Regions from separate parts of the Gossypium hirsutum genome. Here region 2 is linked to region 1. Evidence: chromatin contacts called from public Hi-C data. All regions are on one chromosome and are shown on one strand. The core of a region is the stretch at or near the end of the contact, and the rest is flanking DNA. Distances in the headings are between cores, read along the strand shown.

Region 1 (5,593 bases), core at 1,083-3,582:
TACTTATACCAATCAAGCTAAGACTTAATAGGAAAGTCTACTATTTAATTAAATTGTGTTATTGATAAGTTTGATTTTTTTTATTATCAAAAACTAATGAAAGCTTTGGAGGCACTCGTAGTCTGTTATCTTGCCTCTTTCCTTAATGATTTCGATGTCCAATGTTAACATATTGAAGGAGGAGTTTGACGTCTTCAAAAACTGATTAAAACTTCCATCCTGTTTCGGTGCGTCTATGAATGATATTAATCCATTTCTTATTATAATCCAACTGCCAAAAAGAAGCAATATCGTAGTATTTAAGTAAAAGAACAAATTTGAAGGTACAAAAAGACAACAGTTGGAAGCCGCTAAAATTTTGAGCAATGATAGCTCTTTCAATCATACTATTATGCCGATTCTGAACAATAGAAACCATTATGGTGATCAACTTGATTATGCCTGTCGGTGTTAATAAAGTTGTTAAGGATATTGCAATATACGAATATTTTGCTTTACGCCCAAAAAATATCCACTACTAAACCAACAACATAGCTACCAATTTAAGAGCAGCCAATCTTTAGGTTATTGCAACACTTCTAAAGCCTAAAGAAGCCTAATCAGTCCTAAGATGATTGCAGCTATTTATAGTATCCAATAAACTAATTAATTTAACTGAAATAATTCTCCCATTATTTAAGATAAAAATCAATTTACAACATTATCTTCATCCATGAATGAGATTAAAACAAATCTCAACCTAAATAATAATAAGATTAAGGGAATATTTGGTTCACGGAATATAAGATTATCTTTATAGTAATAGGATGAGGGGTGAAGTCAAAAAAAGTTTTGAGAGGGTCGCAATTGAGTTATATATTTTTACAAGAGCAAAATTATAATTTTACTATTTTAATAGCCTATACTTTTATAATTTTTAAAAGATTAAATCAGAATTTCTCTTTTTAGGGGACTAAAGTACAATTTTATCATATACTAATTTAAAATTTTATAATTTATAAAAGGATCAAAGGTGAAAATTTTTATTTTAGGGAGGTCAGGGCCACTACCCGCTTTCCTTAGCTCCACCCCTGAATAGAATTACTAGAATGTAGGATTACTTATCACATTACCAGATATATTATATTACTTTTTTTTAGCTCGTATAACTGGAATATAAAATTTTGTTGTTTGGTTGACAAAATGTAAAATTATCTAAAAACACATTTTATTAAATTATCCTTGTAAAATTTGCTTATATTTTTATTCTTTACTACACAATGGTTTAAGCTTATAGTATTTTATTTTACTAATAAATTAATGCATTTTGTTCCTTTTAAATAAATAAACTAAAATTGAGGAAGAGCAATAAGTAGTTAAGGCTTCTATTTGGTCACGAAAAAAAAGAAAGAAAGAAAATGTTTTTATATTAAAACACTTTTTAAGGATTTTACAAGTAAATTACAAGTTGTAAATAATACAATATTTAATCAACTAGAAGCAGAATTAACTCAATGCAAACAACAACATATTGAAAATCAAAATATATCTGAACTTAGACCAAAATAACTCTAAATAGAACTTACACATGATGAAACTTAAACCCAAAATAATTTTAAAAAGAACCCGCACAAGTATAACAAAATTCAAACCTAGAAATCAAGATTCTAATACCTCAACCTTGTCAGCAAATCCAAAATATCCTTAAATATTAAGTCATGTTATTGTTATAGTTTTAGGGCAAAATTGACCAAATTTATAAAATAAAATAAAAAAAAGAATGGTAGCATATTATAAATTTAACATTATAATCACAACGAAATAGACAAAATATATATAACAAATAAAATATTTTTTTTTTCTCAACTTATAATAAATATAATTAAAATGTTACTTGAAAATATATATCAAATAACCGAAGAAATTAATTCATTAATTTTTTATTATTTGGTTTAGTTTAAGCAAAATGAAATAAAGTTAAAAATCTCAAATTATCATGAGAATCTAATATATATTGCTTTAAGGAATATGTGGTATTGTATTTCGTAATCTTTTAACATTAATGGAAATATAAGATGATGAGAAAACCCAAGGATCTAAAATTACTTAAACCAAACATTAGGCCCCTTAACTAATGTTTATAAATATTTGTTTCTTTTTTGGAATTTTTTACTAAATTAAATATTTATATTTACACTTACATTTAATATGGACAATTTAGTTGGGATTAAAGCTGTCCCAACTCGGAGTAGAGAAAAGGATTTAACATGGTGATATAAATATTTACTAGCTGAGCATGGGATAGTGAAAGAAGGGGACAGAAGTGAAGAAACCTTATCACAAAATTCTACGACTACTGGGACCAAATATATAACATCTCCCGTTCAGCTAGCTGTCCTCATCACCTCGATCCTAGATAATTATTGTTACAATTTTTACCCCAAATATCAACATCATCCCCCATTTCAGCATTTTCATTTTCTATATATATATATATATGAGCCTCAGCTCATCAACCTCATCCCCCCTGATCTTCCTTTCACTCACTGTTTCGTCATCATCCTCCTTTTCTATTTCCTTTTGCCTTTTAATATATATGTAATTATGTTATATTCACCAGCAGCCTAGCGTTTAGGCCTAGAAAGGATGGTGTAGCCAAGGATGACTTGCCGACTCTTCCTCCTCCCATCATGATAAGTGGTCGTCGGCAGGTTGTCTTTGGCTACATTTTTCTTTCCGCTCCTCATGCTAGGCTTTTGGTGATTCTATCTCTATCTCAACATATTTATTACTGTTATCTAAAGGATCTCCAATCTACATAAATAGCTAGATTCATTACATAGAATTCAATTTATCCATCTCTTTTCATTCCAGAAGCTCTTTTATTTTATATACTCACTATATGTATAGGTGGTTATTTATTTTTAATATAAAATCATTAAATGGTGATTACTCCTCTCATCTCTTAATTATCTGGAATACATTTGTAATTTTTTTTTTAAATATATGTCAATAATGAATACCCAATCAAATATATACTAATATTATTTTGTTTGGTAAAGTTAAAAGAATTGTACGTGATTAATCTTTCATAATAAATTAATGTTTGATTGTTAGTTTGTTATACTTCATTGAATCAATTATAACCAAAGTTTTGGGTACCCATAGCTCTATATCAGGTCCTTTTCACCAAAAAATTGTGGGCTTGAAGAGTTTTCAGTGGAGCAGCCCAGGATAAGATGCTAAAACCCGACAATGTCTCAATCAAACTCAGGCTTTTAAAAATTTCATTTCTAATTCTAAAAGTGCTTTTAGAAGTAATATTATACTAAATAAGTTGTTTGAAGTTTAAATTTTTAATTTTTATTCTCCCAAAGAGTATTTTTGGTGCTTAATTATTTTTTCACCCCTCTAATAAAATAGTACTTTCTCCTTTTTTTTTGTTGATACTTAATTACAAATATGTTAAAATCATTAATTAAAAATAAAAACAATATTTTTTAAAATATTAATTACAAATATTTAATGGTTATATTTAAATATTTAAAATATAGTTTATATATTCTAATTAAATTTTATAAATATTTATTATTTATTGCTTAAAAATATTTAAAATTTATATTTTATAAATTAAATTATTAACAACAAGTTATAATTTTTTTATATTCTTACTAAAATATAATAATATTAACTAATTTAAATATTATTTAAATACATATTTATTACTTGATAATAACATGTCTAAAATGGACATATTATTTCTGAAAAGCACTTTTTGACATTAATGCTCACTCAAATTTTAAATCAAATTTCTCAAAACCACTTTTTCACTGCACCTCTCAAAAACAATTTTCAAAAGTATTGCTAAACTAACCCTCAGATGATTACGGTCACGAGGAGAATGTAGAGGTGCTCAAGAGTGATATTTTTTTTTTTTAGGATTTAAACTTTCATTTTATTATTTAAAATATATTACTTTTATATTATAGATTCCTAGGTTTAAGATCTCCATAATCAAATCAGAGGTTAGGCTGAGTTCCGTTGGATGGAATTTTTTCAAATTTTCAATTATATATTATAATTCAGTTCTAAATTTAGGTTTCGGAGTTTTCAACTTATTTTTAACAAATTGAGTCACTTTCTGAAATTAGTAAAATTTTAAATTTGTTTTTAATAAAAATTATAGTTTTATTTTAATATAATATAGTAATTTTTTATCAAAAGACGAAATGGTTATTCATTTACATATTTTTAAAATATTTTCTTAATTTTGTTATTAATTATTACAATTTTAATTGCATAAAATCATTAAATATATTTTACATAAAAGAAAAATAACTCAATTTTTTCTCTAGAAAATGTCATCAACTTATTGCATCAATTATTTATTTTATTTCAATTTCCAAATAGATATTTTTCTACTTTCATTTTTTATGATAAAATACTATTAATATATGTTTAAATTAAACGAAACACCCTTTACCCGATTTAATGGTCTAGTCGGACAATAAGTACTCTATCAATTGCTAGAGCAACACCTCTCGAATCAATATGAACAAAAATCAAGATTAATCAAACCTTAAAACATTGACTTGGAGACAAAATTATACAAATTGCAAGCCAAGTACCAATACCTAGGACTGTGGTATCAATACTTTGGGTCAAATTCTCAATTATTTAGCTTTGATGTTTCAAAGTATCAATGCTACTAAGGGATGTATCTGTACCTAATGATAAGTACCAATACTCGAGATCAAGTACCTATACATGCTTCTTTTATTTCAAAATTTTGACTACTAACTTCAAAAGTATCAAAACTTGGGTCTAAGTATCAATACTCAGTTCAAAGAAGTAGCGATACTAGGACATGAAGCACTGGTACTTCAATTCATAAATGCAAAAAATAAACTAAAACAAATCAACTAAACATTCTTCAAAATATATCTAAACACACAAGACATAAAACTAAACTAATCTTTAACATATTTAACATTCCAAACATAATTAAAACATGCAAATTTGAATACATACTTAATCTAATTCAAAAATTGACTACCATAGTAAATCAAATTGTTATACATCAATAATCATTGACCCAAATTTCAGATAGGATCTGGATCGCCTACTAGTGACCCGCTGGATGGATAAATTTGAGGCGAACAGCGAAAGGATAGCAAGGGGAGCTCGTGGTCTCTGTTCGCATGTACCCAAGGAGCCCGTAGGATGGAGACTGCGTGCTCTGGCAAGCAACCCAGAATGGAGTACGTGCCAAATATGCTCGAGATCCGTTCAGAAGATCAGTCCTAGGAATAGTGGGGTCAAGTCATGAATAATAGGGTCATGTCATGAACAGTGATAGTATGTATAAATATTCAAATGTTCTCCTTAATAAGATATGAGACAAAATTACTCAACACAAATATGCTTATCAACTCAAGCTCAATAAAATAAATCACAGTAACCAACATAATATACCATACAAAAGTGCAGCATATGGTCAAAATATTAACATTCATAAAAACTTTAAAGTAAACAACAATTTAGTCTTTATAAGATTCTAGGTACATGTCAGACTGCTAAAGAGTAAAAATATATATGAAAAATAGAAGATCCA
Region 2 (5,593 bases), core at 1,476-3,975, 52 kb after region 1:
CAACTACATCAATCTTTAACAATATAAAATAATGATCTTTTTAAAAGAAAAGATCAATTTACTACTTTTTACCTCTCTAAAAGAGGGTAAAACAAGTCTAATCCATGCAAATGAGCTTTTATAATCTCTGTTTCATTTAATGTTTGAGGATAGGATCCTGGACATGTTTATGGCCTTGACAAAATTCCTACAAATTATTAAACAGCGGTTGAAGATGATGCGAACAGACTTGGCAATTCTTCAAACAATTCTTGAAGCTTCCACGAGTTCTATACCATCCAAAACCAACCGGATATTTTTGGGTTTATGACAGAGGATAAGTGGCCGAGGACAGCTTCGTTTTTCAGTACAAGATCTGATACCTGAGTACACAAAGAGAGTAAATGCATTGCCCTTGAGTTGTCCTTTTCAGGGATGCCCACTTCTTCAACCATATCCAAAAAAGTAACAAGAACACATAAATGCAATGAAATTTATAAAACTGCTTTTACTTTTCTATAATATTTTAAACCATACAATATGAACCATATATTTTACTTTCACATAAGTGGTTTATCCTTAAAAATGACAACCACCATAACATACACATAAAGCTAGTTGCTCTTCAAACATGCTTCAATCAAGCAGGCTGGGATCCCCAAAAAATAAATCCAATAGCCTGCAACTCCAAAAGGAAGACGATACCTAATGGCTTCACCTCTACTATGTTGTTCATTTCTTACATGAACATATATTAGAACATGAAAACCGAACATGGAGATAGTACTATAGTAACTGTACAGTGGGAACGGGGTTGGCAAAAACTATCCCTGACGATCATCTCCCCACACCAATCAAGGTCTTCTCCTCGCTTTCTTTTAGCTTGAAGGATGAACCGGATGGAACTTCTTTCAGCACCGGAATTTCTTCCGGTGCAGGATGAACTGGTTTCGGTGTGTAGTTGAAGGAAAGGTCTTTGTTGGCAGCTAATGCCAAAAGCTCCTTCTCCTCGAGACCTTTTGTCGGCCCAAGGCTGCATCGGTCTGGTGAGTGCTTGGCCAATGCATCTTTGAATTTTTTGATCTGTGGGATTATCATTGTGGTTAGAACATATATGATGGTAAAACATAAACAACAATTGACAAACAGTTAAGATACAAAACCAGTTGCATTGAAGGAGCAAAACTAGCAGAGCCTCATCAATAACACAAGCAACTGATAACTAAGATGCACCATGGTCATCAAAATCAAATGATCCAAAGGGACCAGTGGGTTTATTTCATTCTAATTACTAAAACGTATCTGATAAATTTTGCATCACAAGGGAGGGATAGAAACAAGACTAACCGTGGCATTGGTGCAGCTAAAGCTGCATAGACGACCCTGAGCTCCTCTATAGAACCTAAAGAAAGGCAACACATGTACATTAAGGCTATAACACATGGATTTATGCTCCTCATAGTTCACCTTAAGGAACTGCACATCCGGATTCATCTCTGCCAATTGGCAAATCTGGAAAATCCCAACATCCAAATTCACCATTAGCACAACTATGCAAAAGAAAATAGATAAAAAAAACTTCAAAAGTCTATATTATTATACCTTGGGATGAAGAGCCTTGCAGCCACCACAACCAGGAGAGAAGAAATCCACTATAACAAGTTTATCCCCAGCATTCAAAAGTGAGTCCACCAGGTCTTGTGCAGATGTCACTTCTTTCATATTTGGTTGATTCCCCTTCTCCCACCACTTTTGAGTTTTACCAATAAGCCCAGTTTGCATCTAATTTCGTTGAACAATACCAGAAAATAAAAGAGAGAAACCAATTAGAATGTTTCGTTTTGATCCTCAGCAACAGATCAAAGTACAGGGAAAAAGGACTGTTAAACATAAAAAATCATACTAAATAACCCTTCCAAAAAAGGAAAAATCTATTTGGTAATGGAAGTAAAATTTCTATATGAAGATTTGACCTTTGGCATGTGAAAACTAAACTAAGAACTACCTATAGCTAAAATTACAGAGAAATTCAAAATAAAAAAGTTCATAAAATAAATCAGAAAATACCCACACCTTTGGACCAGAAAAAGAGTTCTAAATTTTTCTTTTTAAAAAAAGTTAATTAAACCAACCTGTGCTTTAATGGGAACTCGACAGAACCTTCTCTCATTTAGACTTCTTTTCTCTAAAAAAACCACTCTTTGACCATTAAAACCACTCCTCAAAGCTTGAGGTTCCAACCTCAAAGAAGGAAAACTATTCTTTCTCAAACAAAACACAGAGATTCTCCTGGAAAACAAAGGAACGCCACCTTCTTGATGCTTCTTCTGACTATAGTTACAAGCTGTAAACAGATTTGACTTCCCCAAAACTTCAGCCATGCTTAATATTTCTATATTTTTTTTCTAACAACAAAAACAGAAATTCAGATTCAAAATTGAAACTCTAAGCTTTATTCCCGAACGGAGATTAAAATACCGAATATGAAAATGAAGCGTTTTTAAGCAAAAGTTGCTTCTTTTATCTTTCTCTTTCTTTGTTGGTTTTTTGAAGGTCTAAGGATGGACTTTAACCGTCGATCTGGTTTGTCTTGATGTGAATCTAACGCTTGATGATGTGTTGTGACTGGAAAATTTTCATGTCAAAACGTATTGGATAAGGTTCTTTGTCTTGCCTTTTTTTTTTTTTTAATATTGGTCGGTTTTTATGGTGGTAAGGAGATGTACGTGATAAGTGAATTTTGTGACACGTGGAATCAGACTTTAGATATTACAAAAGTAAAGGGCAGTTTCGGATATACAATGGATAAAAGGTAGGTTCTTTGACACGTCATTCATTACTTTTGTGGGCCAGCTTATTTTTAAAAAAAATTACATCAAAGGTCACTAAATTATTAGTAAATTTATGATTTGGTCACTTAACTTCAAAACGTTACAAAATGATCACTGAACTATTTGAAAGTTTTCATTTAAGTAACTTAACTATTTAAACATTTTTATTCAAATTAACGGGCTGTTATTTTTTTTTTAAAGTTCAGCTAGAGCGCTCTAAGCTACAATTCAAGAATCGATCTAGTGGATCAATACCATCGACGACTAGAAGAACATATCTTAGACCCAAATCGATTAATAGTTAATGTTAGAGAAAGAAGAAAGTTGTTTGGATTCTGGTTCACATATTTGTGATATTCAAAATTATTTCATGAAAATAATTGAACTATAGAAGAAAAGGGAAATGAAAGTTTTCAATTGGTGCAAGTGGTGTGACAGAGAAGGCCATACAACAACGATTTTAATAGCCTAGTGACTTAAATGAAAACTTTTGAATAGTTCAATGACCATTTTGTAACTTTTTGAAGTAGAGTAACCAAAATGTCAACTCATTAATAGTTTAGTGACCTTGAGTATAGTTTACCCGTTTTTTCTACTTATTTTCTTTTTCAACTTTTTTTGAGCTAATTGCACCATATATCCCCAAATTATAACCTTCATTCTAAATTGGTCTTGAAACTTTAGAATATTCTAATTACATCCCCCAAACTATTGAGATTATATCAATAATGTCCTTCTATTACTAAAACCACTAGTTTAACCATTAAATGAGATGTCAAATCTTATATGACATAGTTTAAATGAAAAGTTTAAAGAAAAATAGATGTTATAAACATCTTGGTTTTAAGGTTTCCAAAGCTTTTACAAAAGTTTTATTACTTACCTTTTATTTTCAGTTTTATTTTATTTTTAATTTTTACTGTACAATAATATTTTACTTTCTTTAATTTTCATTTTAAATCATATCACATAAGATTTTGACATGTCATTCCACGGTTAAATTAGTGGCTTTAACAATTGAAGGACTTAACTGATATAATATCAATAGTTTAGGGATATTATTAGAATATTATAAAGTTTGAGAACCAATTTAAAAATAAAATCATAGTTTTGAGATGTTTAATGTAATTAACTCATTTCTTTTTGAAAAGCAACCTTACCTTCTATTTTTCATTTTTATATGCTACTGTTATTTTATCTAATTTAACATTAATATTTTGTATAATAATTGAGATGGTATAAGATTCTTTTTTAACTTAATTATTTATTTTTATATAATTACGTATTTAAATATTTTATTGAGTTAGGAAATTTATTTACTTTCTGAATAAATTTATACATGATATAAAACTAGCTCCATTTGGGAGTCATTGAAATTAATAGGGGTAATTTAGTTATTTTACAATTTTAATAAGGGTAAATTAAGTGTTTTGAGAAAAAGTTAATTAGATTTTCAATTCAATAAATACTTTTATTGAGATTTTATTTTGGTTGAATAACTTTTATTGAGATTAAATATAGACAATACGGGAAAAATAAAATTTTAATTAATATTATTATTTATTAGTTTTTTAATCTATTTTCTATATAAAATCAGTTTTTAAGAGTTTAATCAAAATAAAGAATATTAATGTAATTAATGAATATTTTATTAAATCAATTTGTTCAAAACAATAATAATTTACATAGACGAAAATACTAAGGGTACTAGATTCAAAACTTATTCATTGATTTTTTTTCTTGGGTTAAAGTAATACCAATTACATATGATCTATTCTTGTCACAAATCAATCCTAAGTGACATAAAAATGTAAGGAAACACAACAGTTCTTACTCTAATGAACTCCTCTCGCCATTATAAACTTTAAGATGAGTTTAACCCTATTAATGTCATTTTTCCGTACAAGACTTGGTATTTGGTTTGCTGTGAACAAATATTTTTCGATTTACGCATGTTCCATTGTCCATACATTTATGAGACCTAACATTACTATATATCAAAGAGCTATTTGGAAACTCCAATATTTTTCCTTACAAGACTTGGTATTTAGTTTGCTGAGAACAAAAATTTTTCAGTCTACGTATGCTCTATTATCCATACATTTATGAAACCTGATGTTGGAGATCACGTTGGTGCACTTGCTGGTGCGAGACAAGAAATGAGTATAGCATGGGCCATTTAGATGACAAAGAGATGAGAGATGGAATGGTTAAGGAGATTTGAAAATGATGACAAAACCATAAATGTTGTTTATATTTTCACAGATCTTGACTGGGTAAATGATCACACTTATCATAGTTTCACAAGTGGTTTTATTCTTCATCCTCAAATAAATAACTTATCATTACCCACTCCTCCACTAAAATTGAATATCCAGTGATTGCATCTATCACATTTGAAATTCTTTGAGTTATGAATCAAGTAAAATATCTTAACCTTCTATTATTTAAAATCTTTTGGGACAATCACGGTGCGATATTTCACAATTAGCATCCAATGCAAAATAAAGCATCTTAAGGTGGATTTATATTTAGTTCGTGATCATGTTCAAAGAAAATTCGAACAACAAACGCAACTTACACAATTTGAACCCGTCACATCTGAAGTAATAAACACCCTTAACTATCAAGCCATCACATGGAGTTCTCTTTTTAAGTACAGAAAATGTATCAGTTCAATATTTGAACTCAAAGAAGACCATATTGCTGATATAAAGGGACTGACTTCCACAATTGATAGAATTTTTCTTTGCCCTTTGCTCATTTGGACCAAAAATTGCCTG

The links. A called contact is a pair of places that touch in the nucleus more often than the background predicts.
Region 2: a Hi-C map of leaf shows a contact between it and region 1, with 1.8 times the contacts expected there. The contact joins the promoter of LOC107961887 here to the enhancer-like site in region 1. A contact is called at or near these places in 12 of 34 Hi-C or Micro-C datasets (anther, callus, fibers and 1 more).

What each region holds. Positions count from the first base shown.
Region 1 is chrD11:54,784,784-54,790,376 of Gossypium_hirsutum_v2.1, forward strand. No RefSeq gene overlaps it. Among protein-coding and RNA genes, the nearest start is that of LOC121223903, 44 kb to the right of the region's middle. Within about 2 kb of position 2,333, at least 2 of the 9 cell types and tissues checked have an H3K27ac peak or open chromatin away from gene starts, as enhancers often do. A contact at or near this core is called in leaf, where this site is marked.
Region 2 is chrD11:54,836,053-54,841,645 of Gossypium_hirsutum_v2.1, forward strand. LOC107961887 (thioredoxin-like 1-1, chloroplastic) reads right to left here and starts at 2,726. Exons shown (of 4, transcript XM_016898050.2): 1 at 2,112-2,726; 2 at 1,582-1,761; 3 at 1,327-1,491; 4 at 473-1,062. The coding sequence starts at 2,360. The coding sequence ends at 817. It overlaps LOC107963080 (U-box domain-containing protein 9), which reads right to left. Exons shown (of 2, transcript XM_041104147.1): 2 at 5,309-5,593.